Linked DNA regions of Triticum aestivum: region 1 is linked to region 2. A link is a contact called in public Hi-C data. All regions are on one chromosome and are shown on one strand. Each heading gives the region's core, a stretch centred on a gene start, on an enhancer-like site or on the middle of the called end of the contact. The rest is flanking DNA. Distances are from core to core; before and after follow the strand shown. Region 1 holds the start of LOC123051347. Region 2 holds the start of LOC123051342 (2-oxoglutarate dehydrogenase, mitochondrial).

The links. A called contact is a pair of places that touch in the nucleus more often than the background predicts.
Region 1: a contact with region 2 is called in a Hi-C map of leaf, with 2.6 times the contacts expected there. The contact joins the promoter of LOC123051347 here to the promoter of LOC123051342 in region 2. A contact is called at or near these places in 3 of 5 Hi-C or Micro-C datasets (all in leaf).

The regions. Positions count from the first base shown.
Region 1 is chr2D:35,223,205-35,230,049 of IWGSC CS RefSeq v2.1, forward strand. It overlaps LOC123051347, which reads left to right and starts at 3,487. Exons shown (of 6, transcript XM_044474208.1): 1 at 3,487-3,728; 2 at 4,918-4,973; 3 at 5,404-6,845. The coding sequence starts at 3,635. LOC123051345 reads left to right here. Exons shown (of 5, transcript XM_044474207.1): 5 at 287-615.
Region 2 is chr2D:35,054,086-35,060,365 of IWGSC CS RefSeq v2.1, forward strand. It overlaps LOC123051342 (2-oxoglutarate dehydrogenase, mitochondrial), which reads left to right and starts at 4,841. Exons shown (of 9, transcript XM_044474203.1): 1 at 4,841-5,012; 2 at 5,097-6,280. The coding sequence starts at 5,133. It overlaps LOC123051341 (wiskott-Aldrich syndrome protein family member 2), which reads left to right. Exons shown (of 6, transcript XM_044474202.1): 2 at 1-360; 3 at 932-989; 4 at 1,077-1,194; 5 at 1,293-1,410; 6 at 2,567-3,165. The coding sequence ends at 2,602.

The sequences.
Region 1 (6,845 bases), core at 2,237-4,736, 170 kb after region 2:
TGTAGTCGGCCGACATTTAACCCTTGTTACCTATCATCACTAGGTGTGGTGTGTTGGCAAACCTGAGTCCTGAGCCTGAACCTGTTCCTGTACCCTGTTATCTTCATTCAAATGAAGTCATAACAGTATCATGCCGGGAAAGTTTTATCTATTTATCCGTGTACCGTCCTTGAGTGAGGACATGTTTTATACGGCGGTTGGGAAAATTCCCTTTTTCTCTTGGATGACACGTTTTATCTTTGGTTTGTGGTGAATCTAAAATTCAAACCATGGTTTCCATGCGCAGGTAGATATGAAGTCAGGTTGAGAAACATGGGGAGGCACTGACGATGAATGTAATGTGCCTGGACATGGAGAGCCATGCTGTTGGCGGATATTGCCGGCACCTCACCTGTAGGAGGCCTATGCATGTACTGTATATAGAGCGGCAATGAGGTTGGCAACCTTCAATGGTGCGAAGGGCAAGAGATACCTTGGCCTTTTGGTGCGAGGGTGAGGGGGACTGGGGAGCCCAGCACAGCACCTTTTGTTGTACAGGGAGATGTGGGCTATCTATCTCTGGTGACCATGATCGACTGTTCTCTGCAAGTAATTAACTGATGAGCTTTGCGATGATGATGATGGCTGGCCGGCTGGCTGTAGCTTGGGACTGTGCCATTCTTCTTCTGTCTGCAATTCTGCATCGTTCTTGTGCATATTGTGAGTAGTATCTTTTCTTTGTCGTTAAATGCGACTGATGCCAAGTCATCTTCTTCTTTTGTTCTTTTGGGAGGGCCATTACCAGGCAGACGTCTGCGTCTGGCGGGTGGGCCGGTGTCGGTGCGGCGGATTAGCTGATCAGATCCAACCCACCTCTCTGACTTAACACAAATGCATACACCTTAACTAAGTGCTCAGTGCTGGTTAAGGTTAAGCATGAGAAAGGGACGGCGATGGCCGGCACGCATCACATGACGACAGAGAGAGAGAGAGAGAGAGAGAGCCGAGGACGCATGTGATCCATACGTTGACGTCTCCGTCCGCTTGCTCGCTCCTCCCGGTAGTTAGCTGTACCAAACCCCAACGGTCCAGATCGTCCGTGCATCCCGGCATTAACGTACGTGCACGCCGCGGAAACAAAAACAAAATAGTAGTACTAATCAATGAATCTGGATGCAAACAAACTTTGGATTTGATTTTCCGCTCGGCACACGAGTTCGCGCAATGAACGTGCTGTACGGCCTTTCGCGGCTCGTCTCATGATGCTGCCGTGGCGCCGCTTTACATCTTTTTCTACGTGGGATTACAGAAGTGGATTTATGATTGCTGGTTATGGGTGGGGATGATGGAGGAACAAAAGGGAATGGGGTCGTTTTGGATGGGAAAACCGCAAAGAGCGCCGTGTAGGGCCTCCTTTTGATTCAAGGAATTTCATATGAGTTTTAGAGGATCTCAATCCATAGTTTCTTATGGAAGCCCAGGAATCGGGTGATCAAATTCCTATGGAATATATTTCAAAAAAAAAAATTCCTATGGAATATATTTCAAAAAAAAAAATTCCTATGGAATACATTCTTTGCCCTTCATTCAGTAGGAATCTTACGAAATCTCTCCCTCTCCCTCTCTCTATCTCTCTCTGGATCAACCCAAAAAATTCTGAAATAACAATATAAGCGTTTGTGGCACTCTTATATTATGAGACAGGGGGAATACCTATGCGGTATGTTCAAAACAGATAATGAGTGAATACTATTTACACTGTTCCCATTCGATTATGTCTTTTCTAGTTCTCTAACTGTGGTTGAATTAGGAACTGGAACTTTCCGAGTCTGTACAAAATACATGGATGTGCGTCTATAGATATTTTGAATTTGTTTGAACATGTTAGTATTTTTCAGAAAAATTGGTCTCGCCAAGCCAGATCGTATACTAGTTGAAAAAAAGAGAGTAAAAGATGGCTCGAGGAGTACTGAAAACGGGTGCAAAGAACTTAGGGCATCTTCAACGGCAACTCGTAAATTTTCCTCCCGCGTCACAAACCATATGAAACTCATGCAAAGACAACAGGTTTCATAGAAACCGGACAAATTTCATTACATTTTGGACATATTTTAACTAAAATAGCTAAAACTATGTGCACGTCCGGCCGCGCGGAGCTCCACTCCCACGACACGGATACACTACTGCCGGTCATGGCGGATCCCATTGTCTTTCCCATGTCCGGCAATCCGCTCGTGAACTAGCGTGAGCCCCAGAGGTATATCCCCCCCCCCCCCCCGGTATCTTCCTTATGTCCGGCTACGCCGCTCATCGGAGTGGCAAAATGGGGTGCTTCAGCCGGGAGGGGGGGATTGGGGGCTCCGCATCCGTGAAGCCTAGGCGGGGGTCGACGCTGGTTTGCACTGAACTGGGCAAGACACCGGCTGTGTATGGCGGCATCGCCTCGGCGGAGGCCTTCATGGGACCCAAGCGGTGGAGGCCTCCGGTGTTCTACTTCTAGATGATGGCGGGGGGCGCGGATGTGCTGGACATCGCGTCGTCAACCTCCACCGACAGGGCGCGATCACGGACATGTTGATGACGGATAGCGCGAGCAGCAAAAGCACGGGAGGAGCGGTGTGACACAGCGTCATCCACGGCAGGCACGATACCTGTGCTGCCGTGGTCCACTACGTGCCGGCCTGGAGCAACACGCCACTCCTCGGCGAGCTGGCTTGGAGTGGCGAGTTGCTAAATGACGCGCCGACTTGGAGCTTCTGCCTCCGTGAGCTAGCCGTTTGAATGCGGGCAGTCTGTGGTCGTTTGAATGCGGTGAGGAGGCGTGTTCATCCAGGCGAGCAGCGGACGACACTCTCTCGGCCGGCGTGTCGCTTCAATGCCCGCAGTGAAAGGTCGCTTCTGTCTGCCGCCGCCCTCTCATCCAGTCAAATCGCGGGCATCAATGTTGCGTACTGCATGCTTGGCGACCGACATGAATGCGCCACGGCAAGCAGTGCGGCATGTAGGATGAAAAGCGTGGGAGGGGCGGGTGGGGGGTTTGGATGGGCCAGGGCGGTCAGAAGCGGGCGTGGCAACGGTCCGGACGGCCTCAAAGCCCTCATGTTTGTCTCCGGTTTGCGGGGAAGACACGTCCGGACCGCCCCGTAGAACGATACGGATCCACGTCAGACAGCACGATCCGAACGTATGCACGTGATTTGAGAGTCCCAGTCGGAGATGCCCTTTTTGGCATTATTTTGCTTGCCCCACCCACTTTTGCCTAACTTTTAACAGTTACTCGTAATTATAAAAGAAAACACATCACAACATAGTTCAGCAACCGCAAATTGAGGCTTACCCTGGACGTTCTACCCCGTGCCATGTGCAATTTACTCCAACAAATTTATTTACTAGGCTTCTGGAGAGCCAACTGCCGATAAAAGACAAAAGCACGAGGGCTTGACTGCAAAAAGAACAGTCCCCCTACCTCTTCCCTACAGGCCAGGGCCACGGGTTCAACAGAGAGAGAGAGAGAGAGAGAGAGAGAGAGAGAGAGGGGAGAAGCAGAGTTTCCTTGCTCAGCCTCCTGCCCGTGCTCACTCACTGCTCACCTCACCTCCCCCGTCTTGTCCAAAAGATCCCCGGCCCATCCCCCCTACCCTCAGCGCCCGCCGAGATGGGGGGACTCCGCCGCGGCGGAGGCACGGACGGACTCCACTCCCACCGCCGCCGCCACCCCAGTCCCAATGCTCCGCCCCATCTCGCCGCCGGTACGCCTCATCCATGCACTCTTCTTCCCCCTCTGCTCATTTTATCTCCGAATCCTTATCTTGGATTTGCTCATGGGCGCTTCAATGTCGAGCCGGTCCCTTCCAGAGATTTCGTTTTTCCTTACCCGCTTTTGGAGCGGCAGCTTGGGGTTCATGTGACCGGCCATCGGCATTAGCTCCTGGTCTAAAAAGTTTTGCTTTTCCTCTTCCCGTTTTGCTCCTTACCCCCATCCTCTCCCCCCTTCTCCTCCAAGCAATGCGTTCCCCATGAGTACAGAGTTCTGGTTCCAGGGCCTTCATCCATCCTCACCGGGGAAGGGACAAGAGAGAGAAAGAAAGGAAGATTCATGGTGATGCCCGCCTTGTCTTTTCGGAGACACCATCGAATCACTTCTCCTGTAGTTAAATCATCCCGCCCACGACATTTTCGCGCGAATTCATGGCGATGTGCTTTGGATTCTTTCCTGGTCGCCACTCGCCGCTTAGTAAATTATTCCCAGTCCCGCCAGATCACGCGAAACAGGCCGTATTTCCCGGAACATGGCGCCATTCTCAAGGTCAGAAACTGTGCCAACAAACGTATACTATCCCAGTGACGCGCCCACATGTTCACGGAGCACCATGAAGCTTCGTTGACAATAGGGATTCGGTATTCCAATCAGCACTAATTTTTTTTAATATGTCAGCTTAAGCAAACTCGGGTTGTTTAACATCTGACAGGTACATTTTACTGTGCTCGCTAGCTGGGCTAAACAGTGTGTTGGGAGTAGTAAATCTGTACTAAAAGTAAGCCTTGTCTGGCCATTGTGTCGGATCCAAGTTAACAGTACTACGTACTCGTATATGTACCTACGCACTATCCGTTGGATGGTTGGTCGTACATAGCTTAGCTTGTTAGGAGTATTTATGTATATCTTGCATCGTTGCTGATTCCGGATCTATCTATCACTGTCCTGCGCCCACCCACCATTCATCAGCTCTGAAAGTTTACTGGCACAGAGTGGTTTCAGAGATATCTGCCATTCTCACCACAATCCTAGCTTAGCAACTACTCTAAACATATTGGTAATAACATATCGGTTCTCCCTTTCCTTCTGTGTTACCTCTGATCGCGATGCGCCTTGTTACTTTTGCCACCCTGAACTGTCCCTGTGGAGTTTATTCATCGGTGTCTTTATCTTTGATTCAGGAGTTGGATCCTCGAGCAAACAAGGAGGTGGACCTGGGATGCATTCCAATTCTTTGGTGAGTGGCCTAGTTTTCATCTTTTAACCTTTTTACCATGATGTAGGTAAAGCAAAGTTCCTAAGATAAGCCTATGAAAACCATATAGCAAGTTAGCAGTGGACTTAACTGAGGCAACCACTTGCACAGCTTAAAGTAAAAGCGGAATTAGTTAATACTTTGTTGTAGTAATTAGTTTGAGCATGTAAAAAAGGGTTAAGCATGTCAAATGCTCTATTGTTTTATAGCTTTTGTCTGCACGAAATTTTATTAGAGAACCAATTTCTTGTAATGTGCAGATTTTAGCCAAGTGCTTCATGGTTCAATTCTCTGTTCTCTTTTGCTACTAAAGCTATATCTTCATTTCTTACTACGCAGTTCAGTGTGTGATATCATTTCAAGAGCAAACCAGCAATCTCCGATCTAATGTTTTTTTTTTTCCTTTTCTCAGTTTGATGGGAGCAGGCTTTGTACACCCAAAAGAGCTGGTCGCACCCCAATGAAAATGCTAATAGATGACGACGTCTATAGAGATGTCACTGCTAGGCACACATCGCCTGGTGTTGTGGGAAGGCTCATGGGCCTTGACATAATGCCTTCACTTGGAGTGCACAACCAAGATACATGTAACGGGGACCGTTCACAGGGCAGGTCACCAGGGAGTTGCAGTGATAAATCAGGGAATTATAGTGACAGACATGCCTTCTCGGGAGACGTTCCACGTAGGGCAAGCACTGATGAGATTCCGGAATTCAAAGATGTTTTCGAAGTAATGGAGACCACCAGAATGAAGAACCGAAACCGTAACACTTGTTCTGGACATGACAGGGTTAACAGTGCTGACCTCAATTTTGTAAGGCAGAAATTTATGGATGCAAAACGTCTTTCTGCTGATGAATCTTTTCAGAGATCGAAAGAGTTCAATAGTGCGCTAGAGGCATTGGTATCAAATAAAGATGCTCTCATGGAAATTCTTCAAGAATCCAACAATGTTGCCGCGAGTGATCTGTCCGGCCTCGGTTGTCCTCCATCCTCTGGCGTAAACCGGATCACGCTGTTGAAACCATCCAGAAGAAGTAAGTTTATTGACGCAGATATTGTCTATCCACCAGAAGATGACACTGAACGGTGCTTTCACTCACCAAAAGAAGCAAAGCATTCTCCAAGGAAGCCTCACAGTAACTTTTCTAGTGAAGCTCCCAAAGTAGAAACTGGCTCTTTCAGACAAAAGTTGTCTAGGTCAAGCTACAGGGAGAGCATCGATAAGCGTGTTTCTCCCACTCGGATTGTTGTCTTGAAACCATGCCTCGATAAAAATCTGAACATGGAAGGGGCATTTCCAATAACCAATGACATGTTCTGCTCCAGTTACAGAAGGACTGAAGCATGCCTAGATGATGGCATTCAAAGGCAGCATGCAGAAGAATCCATGCCTCAGATCTCCACAGCATATCCCGATGCACGGCGCCAAAGAGCACAGGGGTCCAGAGAAATTGCCCGAGAGGTTTCGACACAAATGAAGACAGCTGCTGTCAGGGGAGTTGCAAATGGAAAACAGAAACTCAGTCCAGATATTGGGACGTCCAACCGGGATGAGCAGGTGTCTTTGTTGACATCCATGGCTAAGCTAAAAAGTTCGGCAGCATTGCAAAGATCTTCTGGTGTACGTGATGCTCCGGATGGTTCTTGCGCAGGGACTTCACCGACACATTCAGCTAAGAGATCAATTAGGAAGGAAGCAAGGAGACGCCTAGCTGACAGATGGAAGACGACCCAGCAACATCAACATCCATCACCAGATGGTAATGCTACATTCAGCACACTTGGGGACATGCTTGCTCTCTCTGACAAAGAGACCTCAAAGTTTACTTCAGGGGCAGCAGCTAGCCGGCC
Region 2 (6,280 bases), core at 3,591-6,090:
AGGCCGCCGCCCTCCCCCGCCGTCTCCCTGTGGCCCGCCCCCGACGACGACCCCCACCGCGGCGAGGTGCTGCAGCCCGCCCGCCCCTTCAAGCTCCCGCGCGTCACCGCCTCCCACGGCCGCGGCCGCGGCCGCGCCACGCCGCCCCCGCCCCCGCCGTCGCCCTCGTCTCCCCCGCCCTACATGGCGCCCGACGCCTCCAGGCCGCTGATGCTCGTCCAGAGCCCGCACCCCGAGCTGCCCTGGGTGACGGAGCCCGGCGCGGCGGGGAGCCCCGTCGCCGCCGCGCCGCACGGCCTCTTCCCCTCCGCCGCCGCGTCCGTCGCCAGCTTCAGGAAGTACCAGGAGGTAGCCGTCTCGGTACGCTATCATTTCTCCCATCCCATTCCATACCATACCTAGATACTTCTGCCTGCCTGCTTCATCGGAACAATACACTCGTCTCGCGAGAGAATTTTTGTGGCGATGATTCTTCTTGTTAGGGATCGTAAATTCGCCGAGAAAGCTTGATTGGGTCACTACCCAGGCATATTTGAGATGCAAATTACATGCTGCTGTTGAACAAAAATTGTTTCGGGTGATACATTGCATTGGGGAAACAAGCATGATTCTCTGATGTGCAGGTGTCGTCGTGGCATTCCTTACATTACATGCTAGTGTAGTTTCTTCCCCATTTTGTACTTGCGATGGAAAGCTCAAATCTATGGTTTACTCTTGGCGTTTGGAGCTGCAAATTAATCAAGAGAGCTTGATCATATCATTACTCTGCAATATTTGAGATAAAAATTATATTACTAGTGACAGAAATTATTCAAGTAATACTTTCTCTTTTACTATATTACATGCTAGTGTAGTTCCTTCGCCCTTTTTACTTGCGATGGATAGCCCGGAGTCTAAGGTTTACGCTTCTCTCCCAACATTTTGGTTTCAGATTCTAGATAAAAGTGACTACACCGTGATCAGTGGGAATCCATACATAAAAAAGTCAGGTCCGTGCTCTTACACTGCTGTTACTGACTGTGAGTTCTGATTATGGAGTGGGAATCTTCATGGTGTAACTTCTCTAACCCATTCAGGGTGGAGAAAAATATCATGCTTCTACAATATCTCATTTGAAATCAAGGACCACTCTATTGAATTTGATGACAGCCACAACGTCAACCGTGCTGAATTTCTTGTCAGAGCGTCTATGCAGTATGTCATTTTGTATGCATTTGCCAACTCATTCTGTTTGCAGATCCACCGGCCCTTGGTGCTATTAACTTGTTTTTTCTTTTCTTCTGTGTATGAAGAAGTGGCAGGTTCTCAGATGGCTGGGGTTCATGTGATCGGCGAGAAAAGAGATTCAACAAGCCAAACCATGATATCCCCAGCACAGCTGAAACCAGAGCTAAGAACAAAGCTTGTCAGGTAAAGAAGAATACATCCTTTGGTTTCCACTTTTACCTCATTTAGATTTAGATAATGGTCTCTTGTTTTGCCTTTATTTTTATGAACCAAAAAAAGATCTATTACAACATGTTCTCCGAGTTCTTCTTTTACTTAAGTTCCCTTGCAGTTGCTAGTTTGTAATGAATTGAACTGAAGTTCAAAAACTACATTAGTCAGCAAATTATTCAGTTAGGGTCTTCCCAAGGGAAAGAACGGTACATTGGTACTGTATATGGTTATCTTTTTTCGATAGAGAGATGATGCATTTCAAGATATGCACGTATTTTAAGATAAGAAGAAAGCTTGTCTGGTGAGGAAGAGTCCATCCTCTGTTTTGTCACCTTTGGCCTCCTTTTTGCTCTGCCTATAGTTTTGTGGACTACAAGTTCTGCTACAGTATGGTCTCCTAGGTGTTTTTATGTAAGATACTAGATGAATTTATGCCGAAGTGTAAAAGTTTCCTTAGTAAGCAAAGGATCTAGTTCGGACTTCCCCGTAGAAAGAATGTTACATTGGTACTGTATATATATGGCAGTCTTGTTTGATGAAGAAACGATGAAATTAAAGATATGCACACATTAAGTAGTTCAGTAGTTCCGAACCAGATACCAGTACGAATATGCGATACAATGCCATGTTAATTTGGGGGGTCTGTCCAAGCCACAGAATACTGAGATCTGTACTGGCCCAAGGTTACTGCAGAACGAAATAAACAAGAAATCTTGCAGAAAGGACCATGTGCTGTCTCGGTGCTTACTGGCATGATGGTTAAGATTTTTGATCAAGTAGAGTCAGTGGCTGAAGATCTGACAGAGGTTGACTTGCTGGCTTGTGAGTTGCCAGCACTGTAGTTGATTGCTAACCAAAGGATGGTGACATCCAATATTCCTATTCCTGCTTGTGTGCTTGTTTGCTATTCTTCCTGTTCCTGTTACGAGATGACCTCGGCTCAAGCTGACCCCACACCGGACCAAGTGTTTGATATGGTTTTAACCATGTGCTTAATGCATTCAGAAATTCTTTTTCCGAGTTGTGCGTTGATGTTTGGCACTTATGTCCCTATATATTGCGTTCAGTTGAGAAGTAAAGCTATATGCGGATGTTTAATCGCTCCAGTTGTAAATGCCTTACTCAGGATCTTCTTGGCATCGGCCATAACCGTCCAGGATGAGCGAGGCGTTGGTCCAAGATCTGACTGAGACACTAAGCAACTCTTCTGTCCTGGTGAACTGAAGACCGTATATACACTGTAAGCTCAAGACTGTAAACAGCGAGGTACAAGTGCCTTAACGCAGGACCAGGGATGATAGAACCATCAGATGTGAGCTCACTCGTTTTCGGATGCTTCGAGAAAGCGCGTCGTGTGCCGGTCGTTGCGTTGCTGACTGTATATTCCCCATTAGCAGCAAAGTTTCAGTGGCAGGCATGAGAATGTCAACTGCTACCTCAGCCACTGTGGATCTCTGTAGACTCTAGATTCTAGTTTTTGGATCTCAGTTTAGCACGCGTGGGAGATCACAACCAGATGGTAGTTGCACATGGGAAGGGTCTGGCTTCACGTTTTGGTTGTCATGCTGTTCTTCGGCACGGATGCACGATGCCCGGTGAATCAGATGGTAGGGCTGTGCCGGCTGTCGATTGTTTCAGTTGTTTGGACGCGTCCCTTCAGAGATGCAGTGGGTATATGATGCACATTTCTTCTGTCATTTTATTTGTGTGAGAGGACATCTTGTAGATTTCAGTATCATCCTCTGAAACGTCGGAATAGATTTCAGTCAAATCAACTGCGGACTTGTTAAACAAAGTAGGCAGGTTAATGAATTTGTTTGGTCAATCAAGAATGGACAGCTCAAGAAAAATATGTACAACTCAGGATTGTGCAAGGGACGGATAACCCTTTGTCCACCTTCATCCACATAAAAAGCCAGCCAAGTCAAACGTTAGAATGACAAACATGTCAAAATGAAAAACGTTAGAATAGCAAAGGTGATGTCACTAAGAGCATCTCCAATAAGTCCGACAAAATCATTTTACATACTCCCTCCGTCCCATAATGTAAGATGTTTTTTTACACAACACTAGAGTAAAAAAACATCTTACATTATGGGACAGAGGGAGTGGCTTGCATAACTTCTCGGTTGCATTTGGCCTTTGCCCCATGGCTGTAATGATATCAAGGATGGCACAAACTCATGGTACCTCTCATGATGGTGTGTTTGTTGCTAGAGACCATGTTCCGCTTTTTTATGCAATCGCTCCTTTCAAATAATTGTTTCTCCAGTGTTCTTGTGGCTCAATAAGGAGATGGAGTTGAAAGGCCCTGCAAAAAACAGATGGCGTTGAGAGGCTATGTTGTATTTTTTTTTACTTCTTGTTTGGGTCTTCCAGTGTACTTTTTTTTATGTATTTTTGACGTTTATCAAATAGTACTAGCTTAATTGTACGTGCGCGGATGCATACATACATATTCTAGTGGTTAAATATCATTTGAGCCTGACATGAATCTTGTGTCCATCATATTCTGGATTTTGGTAAGATTTGATTTGACTTGATTATGATGGGGAAAAGGAAAAAAGTTATAGTTTTGATTTAGGGGGTGTTTGGTTCAGAAGTCCTAGGACTTTTTCTAGTCCCAGGGATTAATCAAAAAAGACTCTCCAGTAGAGTCTTTTTCTAGTCCCTGTAGAAAAAGTCCCCCCCGTTTGATTCCTAGGGACTTTTTAGGGACTTTTTCTAGTCTCTGGGACTAAAAAGTCCCTGAACCAAACACCCCCTTAGTTGAAGTTTTGGAAGATTTGATTTGATTGTGGGCGGGGAAAGGGAAAAAGTTTGTATCTAGGCAAAGTCTTGGTAGCTTGATTTTATTTGGATATAAGTAGAGAAAGATAAGGAAAGTTTTGATTTAGTTGAGGTTTTGATGAAATATGATTTGATTAGGTTACCGCGAAAACGTGGGGATAAGGCCGTGGAACGGGCGGAGGCGAAGCCCAACATACTACAAACCAACCTATGTTTAAATAGCAGAGATAATGAAAGAAACTGTTATTGGGGTAAGATATCCTTTTTTGTGGGGGGATATAAGATATCTTCCCTTGGTCATGTATCTTTTATTTAACTCTTCGTCGTCACCAATGGCTAGACAAGACATCCTATCTCAACAATCCGAAGATAAGTTGACATATCCCAAAGAGAAGACATTATTAAATTCCTAAATATCTCTAAATGACAGTTTCAAAAGAAAAAGTTGTCTAGATGACCACGCGGCGCCGTGTCGGTGAGCGGCGACACGATTTCCTCTGGAAAGAAAAAAAAAAGCGACGTTTTGAACCGGAACCCTGCCCCCCACCCCACCGGACCGGACCCACCCGCCACCGCTTTTGACCCGAAGCCATTCCGTTCGTCCCTTTCTATCCCCCACCACCCCTCGTACAGCCAGCACCGCATTCGCATCGGGGGCTGCACCCTCTCCCAAGACAAAATCAATCTCCAGAGAAAAAGAAAAGGCAAAACAAACTCGCCCCCCTTCCCTTCCTCGATTCCGACGAGGGTTTCGCGGCCGCCGCCGCCATTGACCGCGCAAGGTTCGTCCCCATCCCCTCCCCTCCTCCCCGATCCGCCGTAGTTCTCTCCGATTGATCTCCTCCGTTGGTCTCGATTCGATTTAGGACGAGGAGGAGCGCGAGGGGAGGACGACGAGAGCAATGACGTGGCTCCGCGCCGCTACGGGGGTGGCCCGCCACGCCGCGCGGCGGGCGGTCCTGGCCCGCGCCACCAGCGCCACCCCGGGCGCCCGATCCGCGGGGTTCCACACCACGGCGCTCCGCCGCAGGGCCGCGGCGCCGGCCCCGCGGGCCGTCCCGCTTTCCAGGCTCACCGACAGCTTCCTCGACGGCACCAGCAGCGTCTACCTCGAGGAGCTGCAGCGCGCGTGGGAGGCGGACCCGTCCTCCGTCGACGAGTCGTGGGACAACTTCTTCCGCAACTTCCTCGGCCAGGCCGCGGGCTCCCCCGCCACCGGCCTCTCCGGCCAGACCATCCAGGAGAGCATGCAGCTGCTCCTCCTCGTGCGCGCCTACCAGGTCAACGGCCACATGAAGGCGGCGCTCGACCCGCTGGGGCTCGACGACCGCGCCGTGCCCGAGGACCTCGACCTCGCCCTCTACGGCTTCACGGAGGCCGACCTCGACCGCGAGTTCTTCCTCGGGGTCTGGATGATGGCCGGCTTCCTCTCCGAGAACCGGCCCGTGCTCACCCTCCGCGAGATCCTCGGCAAGCTCGAGCGCGCCTACTGCGGGCCCATCGGCTTCGAGTACATGCACATCCCCGACCGCGACAAGTGCAACTGGCTCCGCGAGAAGATCGAGACCGTCGCGCCCAGGGAGTACCCCAAGGACCGCCGCCTCGTCATGCTCGACAGGCTCATCTGGAGCACCCAGTTCGAGAACTTCCTCGCCACCAAGTGGGCCACCGCCAAGCGGTTCGGCCTCGAGGGCGGCGAGACGCTCATCCCCGGCATGAAGGAGATGTTCGACAGGTCCGCCGATCTCGGCGTCGAGAACATTGTCATTGGCATGCCCCACAGGGGGAGGCTCAATGTGCTGGGGAACGTCGTGCGCAAGCCCTTGTCTCAGATATTCAGTGAGTTTGCTGGCGGGACCAGGCCTGTCGAAGGCGAGGATGGGCTCTACACTGGAACCGGTGATGTCAAGTACCATCTGGGTACCTCCTACGACCGGCCCACCCGTGGTGGCAAGAGGATCCACTTGTCGTTGGTCGCCAATCCCAGTCATCTGGAGGCCGTCGATCCTGTTGTCATTGGCAAGACGCGGGCAAAGCAGTTCTACTCCAA